Linked DNA regions of Rattus norvegicus: region 2 is linked to region 1. A link is a contact called in public Hi-C data. All regions are on one chromosome and are shown on one strand. The core of a region is the stretch at or near the end of the contact, and the rest is flanking DNA. Distances in the headings are between cores, read along the strand shown.

What was found. Hi-C and Micro-C count contacts between places; a contact is called where the count stands out from the background.
Region 2: a Hi-C map of liver shows a contact between it and region 1, with 2.6 times the contacts expected there. The contact joins the promoter of Slc15a3 here to the promoter of Pga5 in region 1. A contact is called at or near these places in 6 of 12 Hi-C or Micro-C datasets (Schwann cells, kidney, liver and 2 more).

Annotation. Positions count from the first base shown.
Region 1 is chr1:216,749,119-216,755,232 of GRCr8, forward strand. Pga5 (pepsinogen A5) reads right to left here and starts at 2,949. Exons shown (of 9, transcript NM_021753.1): 1 at 2,877-2,949; 2 at 1,557-1,716. The coding sequence starts at 2,929. It also overlaps a transcript of Vwce not described here.
Region 2 is chr1:216,915,806-216,922,407 of GRCr8, forward strand. Slc15a3 (solute carrier family 15 member 3) reads left to right here and starts at 1,450. Exons shown (of 8, transcript NM_139341.1): 1 at 1,450-2,084. The coding sequence starts at 1,527.

The DNA.
Region 1 (6,114 bases), core at 1,699-4,198:
CCCAAACGTCTTAAATTCTTTCCACCTGTGAGAGTCCAGCTTGAGTGCCTCCACCAGGCAGCCCTTCTGGGTCACTCCAGGCCCCTGTGCTCTTTGCTTTCTACAAAGTCAAAATAGTTACTATCAAGACCACTCAGTCCTTTTTTTTTTAAAATAAAGATACATTTATTTTATTTATATAAACACAGGAGCCCTTTATAGATGGTTATGAGCCACTATGTGGTTGCTGGGAATTGAACTCAGGACCTCTGGAAGAGCAGTCAGTGCTCTTAACCCCTGAGACATCTCTCCAGCCCGTCAGTCCTTTCATTGGGCATTTGTTTACACTTCCCCACCTATTGCCTTTTCTCCCCCCTTTCTTTTTGATAGGTCTCACTATGTAGCTCGGGCTAGCCTCAAACTCATGATTCTCCTGCCTCAGTCTTCTGATTGCTTGGATTATTGGCTTGCACTACCATGCCCAGCGGACATTTGCTCTTTGCCTGTTTCTCTGGCTTGCTGTAAGAAGCTAGGCTTAGTCAGGTGTGGTAGTGCACACTTCTGATACAGGCATGCAGGAGGTAGAGCGGGTGGATCTCTGTGAGTGGGAGGACAGCCACATAGCAAATTCCAGGCCAGCTAGAGTTACACAGCCTTGAAAAAAAAAAAAAACCCAAAGAAAGAAAGAAACTAGGTTCTGCTCGTCAGACATGACAGCATCTTGCTGGTTGGCCCAGCGTCCAGCCCATCTCAGAACTCACTCTGCTCATTGGTTGAAATCTGAGTCTGCCAGTGGGATACCTAACTTGACTTGCAATTGGATTTGCTGGTCTTGGGTTAGATACAGCTCATCCTTGCTTGGGGCCTAGGGATTCATCTCAGAAAAAAAAACAAAACACAATAATAGTCCAGGTACTCAGTGACTTCCTTTGGCATAGAACAGGACAGGATGTCTGTGTGGTAGTAACTGGTCATTGCTGGGTTCAACCTGTCAGCACAGCTCCAGATGGAGTAGGGATGAGGAACGGTGGGGGACACAGGTCCCTGTTCCTCACCCATTTTCCTTTCGTGTGTGTGTGTGTGTGTGTGTGTGTGTGTGTGTGTGTGTGTGTGTCTGTGTTGTGTATGTGCAGGTGCAAATAGAGGCCAGAGGAGGACACTGGGCATCCTGATCTGTGACTCTCCACCTTATTCTTTTGGGATAGGCTCTCTCACTGAGCATGGAGCTAGGCTGGCAGGCTACAAACCCCAGCTACTCTCCTGTTTCTGCTCCCACAGCAGGTGACACAGAGGGGTGTGTGTGTGTGTGTGTGTGTGTGTGTGTGTGTGTGTGTGTGTGTGTGTGTCTACATCCAGTTCGTATTTTATGTGATTTTTATGTGAATGTTAGGGATTTGAACTGAGGTCCTCACACTTGAGCAGCAGGTGCTCTTAGCTGCTGAGCCACCTCAGCCCCTGCTCTCTACCCTTTCTGACTTTAGGAACCTCAGCCCCAATTCAGGATTCCTCAGAGGGGCCACAGTGCTAGGCAAAAGCCCTAGGGGGCGCTCGGGAGCTCCAGTTCCCGTCACACTTACGTCTAGGTAGTTCCTCATAGGCTCATAAGTTACTGATGGGTTCCTGCGCTGCTCAAGAAGCACGTGGGCACGGCTGCGAGGGTACTTCTCCAGGTAATCCTTCAGCATGTGGCTTTCCCGCAGGTTTTCTCGCATGGACTTAATCTTCATCAGAGGGATTCTTTAAATGAGCATCCGGAAGGAAATTAAGTGAGAGATCAAGGAGCCGTGGGGCGCCAAGAGGCGACTCCGGGGGACCACACCTTGCATTGCAACTGCACAGTGGGTTTTCCAAAGAAGATAGATCACAGTGAGAAGACAATGGCAGGGTGCCTGGTTTCCAGGCTCTGGTATTCGCTTTCGAGCCGGCCACGGGGCCGTTCTGAACCTTTCAGCTTCCCTTTCTGTAAAGAAGATGGGAAAATAACTCGCTTCACGTTGACTGCTCAGGGTGGCGGTGATGGACCGCCGGTGATGGAACATCTACCATCTGTCCTAACACTCTTCCCAGTATTGTCTTTCTCAAAGTAGCCAGAGAGGAAGGGTGGAAGATGGGACATTTCTACCCCAAAGCCCCTTTCCTTGTGACTCAGCTTTGGTCACCATGATGGTTACCAATCAAAGCTACGCCTAGGAAGAAGCCCCACCCCCTTTTGACTTTTCATTTTGAGACAGGGTCTTATGTATTCTGGGCAGCATCAGACTTGATATATAACTGAGGATGACCTTACACTTCTTATCATCTGGTCTCTATCTTTCAAAAGCTGACATTACAAGCAGATACCACTGCACGCAGGTGGAAGCAGCCCTCAAACCCACCTTGTTTCAATCAGAGGTGAGGGATGAGAGAAAAATGGGAAATGCCAGGGAGCTAAAGTGAGAAATGATGAGGCCTGAGCCCAAAGAGAGAGAGAGAGAGAGAGAGAGAGAGAGAGAGAGAGAGAGAGAGAGAGAGAGGTCTGTGGACACAGAGACTCTCAGAGAGGTGGTGGTGGACAGATGGATGGATGGACAGACAGACATGCTGAGAGAGGTCTAAAAGACAACATAGAAGCTATACCCCTAAAGCTGCACTGAAGGATTTTGGTGAGAGACGTCACACAGACCATGATGTGACTTGTGCTCTTGGAGTTGGGTGACCCTGTATGCCTGCCCCAAGACTTCTGGGCCTTCCGGTGTTCCTGGCAAACTATCACTGATGAATGGACATCTGAAGGTTATGAAGGCCAGCGGGGGATTTCATTTCCTTCTTCACTGTAGGATAGGCATGGGATAAGAGGGTCAGACAGTTTTACAGGAGTGAGAAAGAGGCCAGGCTGATAGCACTCAGTTTATACTTACTTGACCAAGCACTCTGAGAGGGCCACAAGCCCGAGGACCCAAAGCCATTTCATGATCCTTTCCCAGGCTAAGGTGCTAGGGAGAAGCTCTGGGCCTGAAGCTGTGTGGAGAACTGCTTATTAAGTACGTCTGGCCTGCTCTAATCAGACCCTGGAGGGCCACTAATGGGGCCTGATAAGAAATGCAAACCTCCCCGATAACATCTTTACCCTGGTCAGGAGAGTAAAGGGCTAAACTTTCTCAGAATCTAGGGAGTTTTTGTGGTTGTGAACGTAGCACCAAGTCACCTGATTTTACAGAGTGGGGAGACGCCTGCTATCTTGGTGATAAAGACCCTGTGGATAAAGTGACAAAGGTAAGTGCTAGGTGCCTCTCTGCTGGTCAGATCCCACCAGTTACTAAGTGGCCTGTGAAGTGTACTCTGCTGTCCTCATTAGAGAGTGGGTTACTGGGAGGTACAGAAGGCCTGGTCTGACAACCTGAGTTTGCTATCCAGGGCCCACGTGGTGGGAAGATAGAACTGACTTGTTTAAGCAATTTTTAACCTCCATACACCTCCGTGGTAGTTCAGAGGCACCCACCCACCCACATAAAACAAACACACAAATAGATCAGTAAATGTAAAAATGTATCCATGATAAATGGAAGACTTTTAAACATTTTATTTTTCTTCAGAAACCAACAGATAGGCAGTTAGTCCCTGCCTTCATGGACTTTTCAATCTGGGGCAAGATGGGCCTGCTCAGGACCTAGGAGGCAAAGTGGGTAGTCTGGGTGGCCATGGTGGGCATGGTGCTACATTGTCTTACCACAAGGAGGCAGTCTCGAGCCAGCTCTGACTTGCCAATGCCAGGCTGGAAGGAAGCCATGGTGCCAAATTGGCCACATTTTCGAGAGAAGTCAAAGCCTGGATTTTTTTTTTTATGTGAAATTCCTGCTCTTTAAATGTTAGCAGCTCGGATATTATGATGCAGGTACTTCACAAACTGTCCCTGGCTCCTAAGCCCCTCCCTGCAAGTGGGAAGACACTCTTCATCCTAGAGGGTACAGCAGGACACCACGCAGAATCTGTTAACCTTAGCTTTTACCCTTTCTGTTCTGCCACATTTTGACGTTCTTGTTGAGGAAGCTGTGACAAAGTCTCCTTAGAAAAGCAAATGGGGGGTTGGGGATTTAGCTCAGTGGAAGAGCGCTTGCCTAGCAAGCGCAAGGCCCTGGGTTTGGTCCCCAGCTCCGGAAAAAAAAAAAAAAAAAAAAAAAAAAAAAAAAAAAAAAAAAAAGAAAAGCAAATGGACAGAGTTTGGGGACGGGGAACTTACCAACTGATGCGGGTCCCTATAGTGCTGCAGACCTGGAAGCCCTCCAATTCCAGGGGATCCAGTGCACTCTTCTGGCCTCCAAGGGTGTTTCCCCCCACCCCCATCCCATTAAAGATGGTTGTGAGCCACCATGTGGTTGCTCAGAATTGAACCCAGTACCTCTAGAAGAGCAGCCAGTGCTGGGAACAGCTGAGCCATCTCTCCAACCCACCCCCATCCCCACCCCCATGGCCCCCACAGCAAATGAGTGAACACACACAATGGAAATGTTCCCCCAAGCTCTGAGCCACTCAAACAAATGATCCAAACTGAAGGAGGGCTCTCAGGAACCCTGACTTATATCCAGTTGGAGAGAGTTATGGAGAACTCGCATATGGCTGTGGGCTGACATCTAGAGCATGGTGCAGTCTGGGCTGAGCCTAGCTGTGGAATCTGAGGCAGCCTGCAGGTGAGACAAAGCAATGACTTCAAACAAAATTCCCACGTGATGAGCACCTATTACAGCTCCCCTGATAGGACCCAGGTTGGTCTGCCCATCCAGACATGCAAATAAATATTCTTTTTAATCATCTTGTCAGAAAAACACCCCTGGGAGCCTTTGGCCTAGGAGACACATGTTTACCTCCTTAAACTGGCACTACAGCATAGACTACAGAATAATACTCTTCTCCCCACAGGAGTCAACAGTGACAGTGTGGTCTGACCTCACGACTTGGGTGGTAGGTGGAGTTGTGGAATTGGAGCCCCACCTCTTATGCCTCCCTTTTGCACTTTGACCTGTCAAGCCATCTTCCCAAGTAGCTATGCTAATCTATCCATTGCTAGTCACTAATGAGAGCCATTGTGGTCCCAGGTCCTTGCCATGACAAATGTGCTTCCATTGATACTCTGGATTTTGGTGGTCCAAATACCTTTTATTTTTGAGGCAGCATCTCCTCTATCCCTGGCTGGCCTTGGTATATACCCAGTGTGCTTTGAAATTCTGATCTTCCTGCCTCTGTCCCCTGAGTGCTTGGGTTTTGAGTGTGAGTCACCTTGCCGGGTTTATGCAGAGTATTGCAGGGGATGGAGCCCAGGGCTCCGAGCATGCTCCGTATACTCTGCTAACCAAGTCACATCTCCAGCCTCTAGGCACACGTTTTAAGAATTATACTATTTACGTATGTAGGTATATGTTGCATGGAAGGGCAGGGTTGTATGGAAGTCACAGTGGAAGCTCATTCTCTCTTTCCACTATGTGGGTCCTGGAGACAGGATGAGGATTTAGCAGGAAATGTTGTTTCCTGCTGAGCCATCATCATCTTACTGTCCCCCAAAACTTAAAAAATTTAGGCGTGTGTGTGTGTGTGTGTGTGTGTGTGTGTGTGTCTGTGTGTGTGCATGTGTGCTTGTTCACGTATTTATGTGTGGGTAGATTCATGTGGGTGGATGCCAGAAAAGAGTGTTGGCTCTCCCAAAGCTGAAGTTACAAGTGGCCGTGAGCCACTCAGTATTGATGCTGGGGTCTTCTGTAAGATCCACAGGCACAATTAACCATTGAGCCATCTGCTCAGCCCCACTCACACTAGACACTTTAAAAAATGTTATATTATTATTTTATATATATATGGGTGTTTTGCCTATATGTATGTCTATGTACCATGTATATACCTGGTGCCTATGGAAGCCAGAGAGAGTGTTGGACCCCTGAGAATTGGAGTTACAGACATCTGTGAGCCACCACGTGGGTGCTGGGAATTGAACCTGGTTTCTCTGCAAGAACAGCCAGTGCTCTTAACCATAGATCATCTCTGAAGTGGCATAAAATGGAGACTTATCTACAAAATGTCTTAGGAACCAGCAAACATGTTGTAGATATGGGCATACTCTAGAGCCCAACTCACAATTTGAATGGTTAAAAAACCACTTTGCTTTATTTT
Region 2 (6,602 bases), core at 200-2,699, 170 kb after region 1:
GTAACTGAGCCATGGAGATTGAATGAGACAGTGTGGCCTGCTGCATGTGATGGTGAAAATCCCGTGGGGAAGCTTCTAACCTCAGACGGCCTGGGAAGGCCCCGGGAGTGATCTTTACACCGACACCTAAATCAAGAGAAAGTAGACTCGTGAAGGGCTTGAGGAAGAGTCTATCTGGACAAGAGACAGCAAAGCAAGGCGCCTTGCCAGCCGAAGGACTTAGCCTGGGAGGTAAGCAGAAAGATCAGCAGACCATACTCAGTGGGTTGAGATCTAGACAGAGGTAAGGGTCAGAGCCCTTTGAACATTTAGGTCAAGAAGTGACTGGCTCATCTTTATTTTCCTATAAGGCACCAGAGGGATCTGAGTAAGGGGTCACTGTGATTTAGTCTGAGGTCAGTGCCCCTGTCAATCTTGTGGCTCCCATATGGCGCCACTTCCTTCCCCTCTGTTGCTTTTGCAATGCAAAGTGCATGCCAGTATTTCCCTTGAAACAGGCTGTGGTGAGCCCTGGAGCTCAGATAGCAGGATCCAGTCACTTCTCACCTCCCTTCCCACTCCTACTGCGGTTGTCTCTAGATCTGTGAAGGAATACCTGGGACTACCAAATCCTTCACATGGCCTATGGCCGTCACAGATCCGGCCCGGCGTACTGATCTTAGCGTCACCATTCCTTTTAGGTTGAAGGATCCGGACCTTCCTCCAAACATGGTTCCCTAAGCAGAAGATACCCCTCAGTGTCTGCCTGCCCCATCTAAAGTCCCCAGCTACAGCGATAATCAAACTCTAGCGGAGGAGGATGCTGCTTTAGGATGGGAAGGGAAACGGGTTGGAGTGAAACTGAAAGGAAGGCTCCCTTCCTGTCCCTGGGAAAGCCGGCAGATCGGCTAAGAGGGCCGACAACAGCCCAGAAGAAGGGAGATTTTTGGAAAGCTGAATGAGAAGGGACCCTGTGACCCACAGACTTTCATTTCTCCTAAATACTGGGTGACGTAGGCAGCCACAGGACCAGTGAAAAGGGGAAGCCCAGAGTTTCTTAAGCTGAAAAGGGGACAGAGACTAAGCTGGGAGGGAGAGCCAGAGGGGACTCAGGGAGGAAGAGAAGCAGTCAGGCAAAGAGTGCTGTGTGGAGGAGGTGGCAGGGCCAGGGGAGACACTGAGGCCCAGGTGATAAGAGAAGGGGACAACGGTTGAGAAAGGGCAACCAAAGGGGGAGACTAGCAGGAAGGGGGGAGGGGATAGAGAAGTGGAGCAAGCAGGATGGTTGGGTGGCGTTGGGAGGGTAGACTAGGCCAGAGTGGAGGAAGGAGAGAAGACGACTAGGTAGAAAGCACGGGGTAGATGAACAAGAACTGGGAGTGGAAGGAGAGGGTGAAGAATTAAGGTGGAGATAGAAACTAGGTTGCAAGGAGAGGAACCTGAGGGAAAAAGAGGAGACAGGGTTGAGAAAAGAGGGCAATCGGGGTTAAGAGAGAAGAGGGGAGGACAAAGGAAAGAGTCTGGGTCACGGAGACAGGAAGCCCACGATGTCCGCACTTCGCGCCGAACAGCAGCCAAGCAGATCCGGAGAGAGGCAACCACTGGTGGCTCAAGGCCGGTGGGGGCCCCGACGGTGGAGGCGGACAGCAGCTGCTGCGGTGCTGCTAGTGGAGATGCTGGAACGCGCTGCCTTCTTTGGCGTCACCTCCAACCTCGTGCTCTACCTCAACAGCTTGAACTTCAACTGGGATGGTGAGCACGCGTCGCGGGCCACACTCCTCTTCTTAGGCGCCTCCTACCTGCTGGCTCCGGTGGGAGGCTGGCTGGCCGACGTGTACCTGGGCCGTTTCCTTGCTATTTCGCTCAGCCTGCTGCTCTACCTGGCTGCCACTGGCTTGTTGCTCACCACCATCACCGACGATGGCCGCAGATCCTTCTGTGGAGAGATGCCCGAGTTGCCACTGAAACCTGCCTGTCCATCCGCAAACTGCCAAGGCTCCTGGTCCAGCCCCTACTGCGCGACCACCCTCTACTTAGTGTTGCTTCTCTTGGCGCTGGCTGCCAGCTCCGTCAGGAGCAACCTCACCTCGTTCGGGGCCGACCAGGTGAGTGTCCAGAGTTATTGTGCCACGGAGGCCAACGGGGACTGGAAATCCTGAGATCGAGGTTCTAGCATCCAGAGGGACCTCAGGCAAACCACTTCCCCTCTCTATTTACATCGGTTTCCTTATATGAAAACAGATGGGCTGCTCACTCGAGAGTCATGTAGGAGCCTCAGTAGGATTAACCACAGTCCCATGGCCCTCTGAGCCATGCCCCATGCCCCAGGCCTATTGGCTTTTTTTTTTTTTTTTTTGAAGACAGGGTCCCATCATTCCATGCTGGCCTCCAACTCGATTTGTGCCTGTGGAGAGCTATGAACTCCTGAACCTCCTGCCTCTTCCTCCTGTGCTGCCACGTCTGCCTCAGAGGTGTGTGTGTGTGTGTGTGTGTGTGTGTGTGTGTGTGTGTGTGTGTGTGTGTGTGTTTGTCTATCTGTCTGTCTGGTTTTAACATAAGGTCATACTTCTGTAACCCAGATTGATCTAGAATTCATTAAGGAGCCCAGGTTGCCCTCATATTTGTGGCTATGGCCCTGACTCATACTCCTAAGTGCTAGGATTTCAAAGGTGAGCCATCATCATGCCTAGTTGCTTTTCGTGTTTTAACTTGGTTCTCTTAACTATCCCCCAGGTGGGTAGTGTTGTAGCCCCTCAAATTACTTCTGATGACAGAGATCAGGTCATGAGAGACGGTGAAGCAGCTGAGTCTCGGGTCCCAGTTTGAGCCCTGTCTGAATGTGTCACTGGTACTTGGGTGCTGGTGCAGGAGCCAGCCAGCCTTTCCTCATCCAGCAGCACTAGATAAAGTCTCGCTGACATGGCTCTGTTTTGGGCAGCTGTGCACAAATAGGAGAGTTGATAATAAATACAATAGTAAAGGATATTGTTAAAACAACCACACGCTGTGTGAACAATCACAGGCAGAATTCAGAAACAGACAGCCGTGGGAAAGATGAGGAATCCAGGGAAGGGGAGGGCAGCTGATAGCGGCAGTGGGATCAGGCTGCTGGGTGAATTGTACATCTCTCTAATTTACTTTGTTTTCCTCAAAAACACTCAACAAGGTAGAGTTGTAAATGAGTTGTCTTCTGGCCGGCATCCACAACCCAGCACCCACCACTGGGACTGGAGTCCTTACTGAGGATTTCCCTTTTTAATAGCATGTGTTGTATTTGCTTATGTGTGTGTGTGTCTTTGCAAGCATACGTGCATGTATGTGAGCAGGTGCATAGGAGAGGTCCACAGAAGGCTCTGGGTCCCTTGGAGCTTGAGTTACAGGCATTTGTGAACAACCTGAGACCAGGAGATTCCCAATACTCACTGAGAGGAATGTTCCTCCTTCTGTTAACTTTACTCTTTGATTGATATCACACTACTTACCCACTCCCAGTTGCCCTGAAACCTTGGCTTAGATAGGGGTGGCCACCTATCAACAGGGGCTAGCAGGCAAGTAACAAACATACTCCATGAAACTGAATACAAAGGAAAGTTTATTGTTATCGAGGGTGCCACAAGGGATGGCAGGCTGGGAAGTGGCTGTTATGCTGCTTACAGCACAGGGTAATGATGAAATGATGCGTGGGTCTCCATTTGGTTAGAATGAGTCTCTTTGTGGGCATTTCCTGGCATGTGATTTGTGCCCCATGAAAGAAGACAGCTCAGATTGGTGGTGTACAGTTCTGGGAGATTAGCAGAAGGTGCTATATATAGAATTTTCTGTTGGGTAATATTAACTATGTAAATGAGTGCCTTGCAAATCTAGGTAGTTCCTGTTGATCAAAATTCAGCCCCAATCAGGTTACATCTCTGCCACTAGCAGTTGGGATTCCTGGACCAAGCTTGTGAACATTTTCTAAAGGAGATCATCTCTGCCTCCTGCCCTCTCATCAGTGGTCTTTCCGCCATACTTCCAAAGGCCTCAGCTACTAAGCATCTCTTCTCTTCTTCCTTCTGGTGGAAGAGCTGGTTGCCCTGACAACAGACCACTGAGTCTATCTGTGTAACATCCACGACTTTACTCAGTGAGTCATCTCTTGAGTTCAGTCATTGTTATTCTAACAGAAAATCACTCTGTATACGATAAATATTATTTCTGTGTTGGAAACCATCAAGCAAATTCATTGTGCTGGAATTCTTGAATCTAAGCCCGTGGGGGGCTTCAAACCAGACTTGGGTTGAAGGGCTCCTTTCCCTTCCCACATCCCTGTGATTTTTGCTGTCTTTGTGTCCTAGGATAGTGTAGACCTGGACTACCCTGAGGCAGCATAGACTTCGTTGGATTCGAGTTCTTTAGAGACGGCTCTAATGTAGTGGAGAGATGGTGGGGCCGCAGGATTGGGCATAGCCGAGCACAGGACAGGCTGCTGTAGCGATTGGGACATTAAATAGTCAGTCTAGGGACATGGGGAGTCTGGCGCCATCTGGAAAAGAGCCATGCCTAGGAGCTGCGAATTCAGCACACTTGCTGATGTCAGGAAGGGCCATCCATCATTCTCCACAAGGTATTCGCTTGTGCTAGAAGGACTCATTTATACCCTGCATAGGCTGCCTGGTCTCTCCCTTCCAGTCACGCTTGTCATGTGTACTTACCTTCAATTAATAAATGGAAGTGGCTGTTCATAATGGGGTGTGTTCAACTTTCCGCTTGAAGGTCCAGGCAGGGATTCTCCACAAGCTGGCATGGCTATGCCTCCCCCACCCCCCCTTTCATTGGCCAAGGGTACCTTATAGAATCCCCAAGGCAGTACAATTTTAAGAACATCTGTACGGATTATAGCTTTACATTTAGATAAGGAGAAAAACATTTATCTCTTCCTCGGCATAACAGCTGCAAGGAAAGCATGGGAGAATCCTCTTAGTAAGTGGAAATATATATTCCATGTTTGGAAAGGGTGGAAGGATAGTGATGGATTCTGAGATTTGGTGGTTATTGGAGCATGGCTGTTAGCCAGACCTGATATGGCAGGCCTGGAATCCTAGGTACTTGGGAGGATTGGGAAGGAGGCTGGTAAACTCTCCACTAGTTACAGAGTGAGTTCAAGATCAGTCTCTACTACTTAGTGAAAATGTGTTTCAAAATAAAAGTCAAAGAAGAATGGGGATGTATCTCAGTGACAGAGCACATGTGTAGCACGTTTGAGGCCCAAAGCTGGACCTTCAGCACGGAAGGGAAAGGACAAAGGGGTAAGATTACATACATGCTACAAAAACACGAGGATCCGAGGTGGGATCCTAGAAGCCCTGTCAAAAGCACAGTGTAAACACACATGCCTGTCACCCCAGTGCACATGCACACATAGATAAACCTCAGCGCATGCATTCACATGCACACACTCATGCTTGTGCATGAACGCACATGCATATATGCACAAATACACAATGCATGCACACGCATAGATAAACCTCAACATACTTGCACACGCACACACATATGCAGACACACAGATAAACCCCAACACACATGTGCGTGCGTCTGTACACACACACATGAACACACACACACACACACACACACACACACACACACGCATAGATTCATTTGAGAAGTGACCCTCAGTTCTTATGACTTTTTAAAAATGCAGGGGCCTGGATCTTTCTTCTGAGCTATTGAATCAAAATCTAGGGGTCATGGCTGGGAATGCAGCCAGTACAGCTAGCCAGAGACAGGAGGCCAGAGTGGGAGGATCCACTGTAGATTGACCTAAATCCTGGGGTGAGGTCTGACCTTGCTAAGGGGTCTGTGAAAGATGCTTTTCCATAAGATTGGAGCCTGCTCTGGGCGCTATGCATTTAGAACCACTTCCACCCCTGCTCTGTTTCTCCAGCTTTGTTTGAACGTGGATAGAAGGGAGGGAGGCACATCAGAGGGGCAGACTTCCATGCAGTATCAGGATGCAACTCAAGCTGCAGGCAAAATTCTACATCAGTCTCAGTCTAATCTTTCACTAGCCAGCCAGGGTCACAGTGAATAGTGTGGAATGAACGGAGACTTCTATTTTGCTGATAGAAAAAAGAAAGCAATACACAGTATGGGCCATTCGAAGACAAAGGAACAAATCAACCAGAAGTGAACAGATCAGCTTTGAAGACATTTGTTGTATGTCCTAGTTGGTGACAATGAAAAAACAAATGTGTGTCATGAGCATATTAAAAACAGCTGTGTGCAAGTGTTTGAGCTGTTAACTGGCTCTCTATTCACGGATGGGAGAGATTGCTCAGCAATTAACATGCTCGAGGTGCAAGTATCAAGACCAGAGCCTGAACTCCCAGAACCTGCACAGATTGTCACTGGACTTGGTGGCCCACCTGGAATTGCAGCCTTGAGAAGCAGAGATAGGATCCCAGAACAACCTGGCTAAGGAGACCAGCCATGTTGATGAGCTCTGGGTTTGATTGAGAGACCCTACCTCATTGAATAAGGCAAACTAGCAAATTGAGGACAATTCCTGATATCAGGTCTCAGATCTCCATATGTACTTCCACACGTGTGCATGAACACCCTCAGGACATGTGTGCAAACAT